Regions from separate parts of the Sus scrofa genome. Here region 2 is linked to region 1. A link is a contact called in public HiChIP or PLAC-seq data. All regions are on one chromosome and are shown on one strand. Each heading gives the region's core, a stretch centred on a gene start, on an enhancer-like site or on the middle of the called end of the contact. The rest is flanking DNA. Distances are from core to core; before and after follow the strand shown. Region 1 overlaps RAD51B (DNA repair protein RAD51 homolog 2). Region 2 has its middle 63 kb from the start of ZFP36L1.

What was found. HiChIP or PLAC-seq counts read pairs in DNA pulled down with a chosen protein or histone mark.
Region 2: a contact with region 1 is called in an H3K27ac HiChIP or PLAC-seq map of alveolar macrophages, with 5 times the contacts expected there. The contact joins two enhancer-like sites. A contact is called at or near these places in 1 of 47 Hi-C or Micro-C datasets (liver) and 1 of 2 datasets of contacts at active chromatin or transcription factors (alveolar macrophages).

The regions. Positions count from the first base shown.
Region 1 is chr7:92,223,391-92,226,895 of Sscrofa11.1, reverse strand. The region is part of intron 11 of RAD51B (DNA repair protein RAD51 homolog 2); the gene reads right to left. Among named protein-coding and RNA genes, the nearest start is that of ZFP36L1, 270 kb to the left of the region's middle. Within about 2 kb of position 1,520, at least 12 of the 83 cell types and tissues checked have an H3K27ac peak or open chromatin away from gene starts, as enhancers often do. A contact at or near this core is called in alveolar macrophages, where this site is marked.
Region 2 is chr7:92,431,517-92,435,021 of Sscrofa11.1, reverse strand. No RefSeq gene overlaps it. Among named protein-coding and RNA genes, the nearest start is that of ZFP36L1, 63 kb to the left of the region's middle. Within about 2 kb of position 1,906, at least 10 of the 83 cell types and tissues checked have an H3K27ac peak or open chromatin away from gene starts, as enhancers often do. A contact at or near this core is called in alveolar macrophages, where this site is marked.

The sequences.
Region 1 (3,505 bases), core at 271-2,770:
ACAACAGATCAGGTAAAATTTGATCACTTTTGTTTGTACTTTATGACTTATATCCAATTCTCAAAGTATTCTTGAGATAGTTAACAATAAAAGACACATATATAACTAGTTAGACAAATAGAGAAAGAGAAATGTGAACCATAGAGGAGGAAGGGTAAATAATTATGCCAAAAACCTGAGCTAATGGTTACTGTAATTGAGCATTAAATTTGTTCAAGGCTTCTTGGCAGCGGAAGGCGAAAAAGAGGAAATGTGATGGGTGACATAATTCTCAATGGCTCACATTTTTCTCTTAAATAGTCTAGCAAGGTTATGATGAGCTAAAAATGATTTGGGGGATAAGGGCTATTCAGGGTGCATAGTGCAAAAGAAGGAGTTCTCTTCACGGGGGTGGAGTCTAATCTCTGTGGCTTTAGCAATAGATAGAACAACTCTGGATTTGGATGGCTTAGTGCTGGTATGACTCAAGCCAGGAAGCTGGGATTGATGACTTTTTAAACAATAGTGTTTTGAAAACTTCAGATTAAAAAAAAATACATGTTTACTATCAAAATTTGGAAAATACAAGAGTGTAAAGAAGAAAACAGAAATATCTTTCTATAATCCCATTGCCTAGAAACAATCATTGTCAAAACTTCTAGGCCTTTTTCCTTGCGTACGTACCTGTATTAGCTGACTTGTAGTTTTCTATAATTAGATGACTATAAATTAGTTGGCCTTTGGTCCAAGTGACTGTTACATTTAATAATAAAAATGGCTACTGCTTGCCTATTGAATGTTCAATGTGTTCCAGACACTGTACTGGTACTTACAGTTCTAATGCCAACTGGTATGAGGCAGTTTTTCATGTTCGTAGAGGGATTACGTAACTTGTCTAAATTACATCCAGTTATAGAAGGAGCAAGAACACACGTTTGAGTGTGTCTAACTGTGCAGCATAATCTCTCCTACCAGGTGCTGCTTCTCTGAGATGCAGGCATCTCCCTGGTCCCTGGTGCCTGCCTGGGACCTGGTGCTTGCCTGGGACTCTGGCAGTGGGGGTGCTTGGGTCTGACATCAGCTCAGCTGGCTCCCTGGCCCCAAATGTCCAGCATGGGATGCAGGAGCTTGTTCTATTCCACCCCTCTTTCTTCTTTCTCCCCTTCCTCTCCATGCTGGAGCTGAAGAAGTGAGCTGTTATAGGTGCCCCGGTTAGCTCAGGCAGGTGTTCTACTGGATTTTGCATTGATAAAATATTGTCATGTGGGCATCCCTTATGGGGATTAAGGTTAAGAGAAAGTCAAGCATCCTGATTCTATTGTCAGTCTCTATGATACCAAAGAGCATGGAATATTTTCTGTTTGTCATAGGTATTACTGTGGCTTATAACTGAAACTTTGTGCAGATGTAACTTTCTTCTTTCTTGCGCCCCTGTATCTGCCCAGAAAATTCTATCTTAGGTGAGTCACAGACTGAAGCATCCAACAGCAGCCCTCAAATAGCCACTAAGAACTGGCTCCTTCTGCACAGATCCAGGCCACATGGTCACCCGGACAGGATGGCTGCCACACCCAGAAGGGGCAGTTTATTGTGAGTGGCCTCTGGCAAACGTGAGCAGTGTCTTGGGCACCAGGGGCGACTTCTGGCTGAAGCCTAGCCCATCTTCTCTGTTGCCACTTTTGGGGACCAAGAGGCCTAAATGTCAGGGCTCCCGGCCAGCCACACAGCAAGCTGAGATCCTCCGGGCGAAGAGCTCTGAGCAGGATGGATCAGGCTGGGTTGCCAGTGGGTGTGAGTCAGCGACTGAGATGCCCTCTCTCCACTGTATTTGCATAACTCTAAGCTTCGTTTTTCCCAGCAATTGCTCATCTGACCCTGGCACACCAGAGCCCACTTCCCGAAGGAGATGTTTATGGGGAAAAAAATTTTTTTAAAGAGGATGTTACACACCTGAGCTTCCACACTCGGGAGTGGTAAATCATCTCAGTTGTTGGAAGTATAATACATGGAAATCACAAAGAAGCTGGTATTCCCAATGTGCCGAATGACTTGCCCCTGAGGTTTGGGACCCATTTAATAACAATAACAACCTGAACACCAACAGCAATAATCACAACACATAACACTTGAATAGCACTGAACATGGGCCAGGCAGTAACCTAAGCACTTTACCTATCTATGTTAACTCACGTGTTTTCTCTGTTTTACAAATAAGCAATGAAGCACAATGAGTTTCAATAACTTGCCCAATGTCAGAGAGCTAGTAAGAGGCCAAGGCATAACCCCAGGAATCTCAGCTTCTTTTTTTTTTTTTTTTGGTCTTTTTGTCTTTTTAGGGCTGCACCTGTGGCATATGGACGCTCCCAGGCTAGGGGTCTAATCGGAGCTATTGCTGCCGGTCTACACCACAGCTCACAGCCACACCAGATCCTTAACCCACTGAGCAAGGCCAGAGATGGAACTCGCAACCTCATGGTTCCTAGTTGGATTTGTTTCTACTGTGCCATGATGGGAACTCAGAGGAATCTTAGCTTCTTAACCCGGCTCACAAGTTTCCAGGAATCCTAGCTTCCTAACCCAGCTCACTAGTTTGATGTTGACATTCGTGTGAGAGGAATCATAAAAATTGGAGAAAACCACAGATTTTGCAACATAGAGCTTCTCAAATCTGAGGATGGGAGTTCCCTTCATGGCTAGTGGTTAATGAACCCGACTAGCATCCGTGAGGACGCAGGTTCGATCCCTGGCCTCACTCAGTGGGTTAAGGATCTGACGTTGCTGCGAGCTGCAGTGTAGATCACAAATGTGGCTTGAATCCAGCATTGCTGTGGCTCTGGTGTAGGCCAGCGGCTACAGCTCTGATTCGACCCCTAGCCTGGGAACCTCCATATGCTGTTGGTGTGGCCCTAAAAAGACAAAAAAAGCAACAACAACAAAAAAATCCAAGAATGGCTCCGACTGTCCTCCTCACTTAGCGTGTCAAGATTTTGTCATGTTAATTGCATATTCTAGACCTCAGAGAAGCTGTGGATGGCTGTTTGGAAAGAGAGGGGAAAAAAATCCCCAAACCTTGTGCTGTCCAGAAGTGTTTGGCATTTGGGATGGGTGTGGAGAGCAACTCACTGTAGCACCATAGGGTGTATGGACCACATTGATGAGAGGCCCTGACCACACTGCTCAGAAGTAGAACATCCCTAGTCAAGAAGAGGCTCCGCCCAGGGGAAACTTTAATTGTTGGAGTGTGCACTTGTTGATGGTGCTTGACAGGGGTGGGGTGGGGGTGCTGTGAGGGTTTCCAGAAAGTCATCAGGAAAATGCTGAGGTGGCCATCATGGCTTTCCACCCCTGCTGTCTTTTGTGCTGTAGCTCTCTACCAAGCCCTGGATTAGTTTTTGATGGCTGCTGTAACCAATTTCTACACATGTAGAGGCTTAATGCAATACAAATTTATTATACTTTGGGAGATCAAAAGTCTGACATGGTTTCATTTGGCTAAAATCAGGGTGTTAGAAGGGCTGTATTCCTT
Region 2 (3,505 bases), core at 657-3,156, 210 kb before region 1:
GGAGTTGGATGGAAGAGAAACATGGAAACTTGCTGGGAAGACTTGTGGGTATTGTGGTCAGCAAAACCTCGGGGTCCTCTCGCTCCCAATTCCATGCCCCCCCCCAAAAAAAAACAAAAACAAAAAAACAAAACATTAGGAAACTCCCTGACAACCAATGGGGTAAGGATTCTGGAATGCTTCTTTGGGTAAAAAATCTCAGGGCACAATACTATATATATGTGTGTGATAGTATGCTACTTTTGTGCAGGAAAAAAAGAATGGAAAAAGCAACTACATGCAATTATTTTCTTATAACTACATAAAGAAATTCTGGAAGGATGCGTAAGAAAATGAAGATGGCCATATGGACATAAGAACTGGACAGACGGGAGAATGAGAGAGGGGTGAGATGTTATTTATCCCTTCCTATGTTTTTATTTCTGACCATGAATTGGTTTACTTATCTCCCCAAAGGTCCTTTTTCATTTTTGACAACAACAACCCCCGCCCCTGACCCCACTAGCTCTGAGGTCCTCTCTGGATCATTGCCTGTCCATCCTGCCCGTATTTTCTGCCTCATTTTTGCTAATGTTATCACCGCTTCCTTTGCCTGACTTTTATTTTTTTTTTCTTTCCCTCCTCAGTCCAATTCCAGGCCTCCTTGTTTAAAACAAAACAAAGCTTTCCAAACCTAAACTCTATGCTGCGGCATTTTCCTTGAGTGGACGTACTGAGCGATGGTGGCTGGTAGCCTTCATCTCACAGGACTTCTTAGGCTCTGAACCCTGATGGTCCAGCTCCCCTGGCGAACGAAGGTGGGGCCGTCCCTGGCCTTGGGAACCCACTCCGCCCTTCGGTCACCTTCAACACATCCTTGAACATTCCGAGATGCTCCTGTGTGGGCCTCTCATTCTGTAGCCACAGTTGCAGAAATGCACCTCAACCATCATCCATCAAATCACCAGATGTCACCAGCTTTCCAGTTCCTGAGATACCTCTTGGTCCTTTTCTCACCAGGCTGGATAATTTTGATTCCTATAACGAATTCCACCACCCACCATCATTCCTTCTCTTCCATCTTTCCTTCCTTCCTTCCTCCCTCTTTTCTTTTTTGGCCGCCCCGCGGCATATGGAGTTCCTGGACCAGGGAGCAGATCTGAGCCGCAGTCGTGACTGAAGCTACAGCTGCGGCAATGCCAGATCCTCAACCCACTGTGCCGGGCTGGGGATCGAACCTGCGTCTCAGCACCCCCAAGTCACCACCAATTCCATTGCGCCACAGAGGCAATTCCCATGCCTTCTTTTGAAATCACTCCAAGCATCTTTCTTAATTTTTAGAGCCTCCGTTTTATAACAAGAGGCTAAGCCCTAAGTACAATGACAAGATTGTGACATGGTCTCTCTCTGCCTCTCTGCCTGGATCCCTGTTGAACGAGTGTTCAAATGCAAGAAAAATCTTTTACGTGTCAAAGTCTTTTTTGCAGTTCACAGAGCACCACCGTCCCCTTTATCTCAGCCTCTCTGCCTGGATCCCTGTTGAACACATGTCAAATGTAAGAGAAACCTCTTACATGTCATTGCTTTTTTTTTTTTTTTTTTTTTTTTTTTTTTTTTTTTTTTTTGCAATTCACTGAGCGCCACCATCCCCTTTATCTCACCCATCAGACCCTCTTAGTGTCTTACTATTTCCACTGATTCAGGTTAAGCTTGGCCCACTGGTCTTTATTTAGCTCATCTTTGTTATACCTGTGGGTAGATCTTATAAGCAGGCCTTGGCACTGGTTTACTTGTGGGTTTCCTTTTTAAAGGTCAGTGTGAAACAGGAAATGTGACTAAGAAAATCTTCCTCCATAAAGCTTCACTTCATTAACTGGAAAAAGGAGCCCATTGCCTCTGCCCCAATACTTACTCATGACCCAAACAGACACATTTCAAAAGAACACATAGTTCCCCAAACACTGAAACGTGCACACTAAGGTTCATGTGTGGATTGAGTGGTGACAGGTCAGGCTTGCCTTGTCTGGTCCATCCTCCTGCCAACTCGGGCTGCCTGTCACCATTCCTCACAGAATCTGGGGATTCTATGAAGGGACCTGGGAGGTCAGGGAGACCTCGTGCCTGACCAAGGAGGGGGTGGAGTTTAGGAGCTGGAACAGTTGGCAATATTCGTGTGGATGAAGGGCGAGCTAGATGGAAATCTGGGAGTCTTGACTCTTAAGCCACATCTGCCCCATTAAACCACATGCCTACCTCTTAAGCTTCTGGAGGGGCCCCTGCATCTTTCTTCTCTTAGCACATAAGCCCGGTGATGCTGCAGTGTGGACATGGGGTTGTGGGAGGGGACCCTGGGCAAACCCTCTAGGCTTCCACCCTTGGGGAGGCGGTAGTTGAGACACTTGGGATTGTTAGGTTTGCAACCTTACTCTGGTTTCCTCAACTATAAAATAGAAAAATAATAGCTCTTACTGTAGAGGATGAGCATGTGAGATGAAGACAAATTAATGCACAGAAAACATTTAGAGCAGTCTTGATGTGTGATCACTCTGTTAAGTATTAGCTATTATTATTCCGATGGGTTGGTCAGCTTTCCTCCATTCTATTCAACTGGACGAGAATTTGGCACCAACCAAGGGTTTTGCTGGGGCTGTGAAAATGGCCACATTGAAGCTCCACCTTAACTCTGGCCAGTCTCCCAAAGGCCAGCAGTTTGTCTTAAGGAAAACTGAAAAAAAAAAAAAAAAAAAAAAGAATATAGATGGTCCAATGCACAGTCGACGCTGGGCTATGTGGCATGGGGCCCACCTCTGAGATGTCCTGGTTTAGGACTGCAAGCAGTGCTGAGCTCTCAGAGACCTTGGGCCCAGTGTCAGTTCTGGCTTGGCATGTGATACTGGGCTGGGGAGCACAGCTTGAGGTGTAGGGGCTTGGGGCTCCATGTACTTGGACCAGACGCAGAGAGGGAATGTGGGATGACGTGAGGGGTGCCATGGTCAGGCTCAAGGGTGCTGAGTCCTGGCTTGACTCACCCTTCCATCTGCAATCTCAAGGCCTGTCTGCATGCTGGGAAATTCCTGGGGAGGGGAGGAGGTTAAACTCTGACCCTAAAAGGCACGTAGATGCTTCTTCAGAGCCTCGAGTTGCCTCACTCTGCCCGACAGCTTCCTGAAAATGTAGTCTTACCACACTAAGAGGAAGGATGGACCTGTAGTAGTGTGGGACCCCGGGTCAGTAGGATTTACAGGGGGAACCAGAGATGCAGCTGCGTGTGTGAATGGTGAAAAGGGCTGAAATTTTACTAAAACATTTCCACTGCACACATCCATGCATTATGTACCAATTTTAGTTCTTCCAACATGAACATGAACCTTTGGCTCTATCAGCCCACATTGTCCTCTTCCCCAACTGCCTACATACTAGGGGTTGGTGACCCTCTTCCAAGAAGTGAAGCAGGTGTGGCCAGGTGCAGAGATGCTCTTTGCAGACCATCCATTGAATCCTGTCAATATTTAGGGCCTGACTTGTG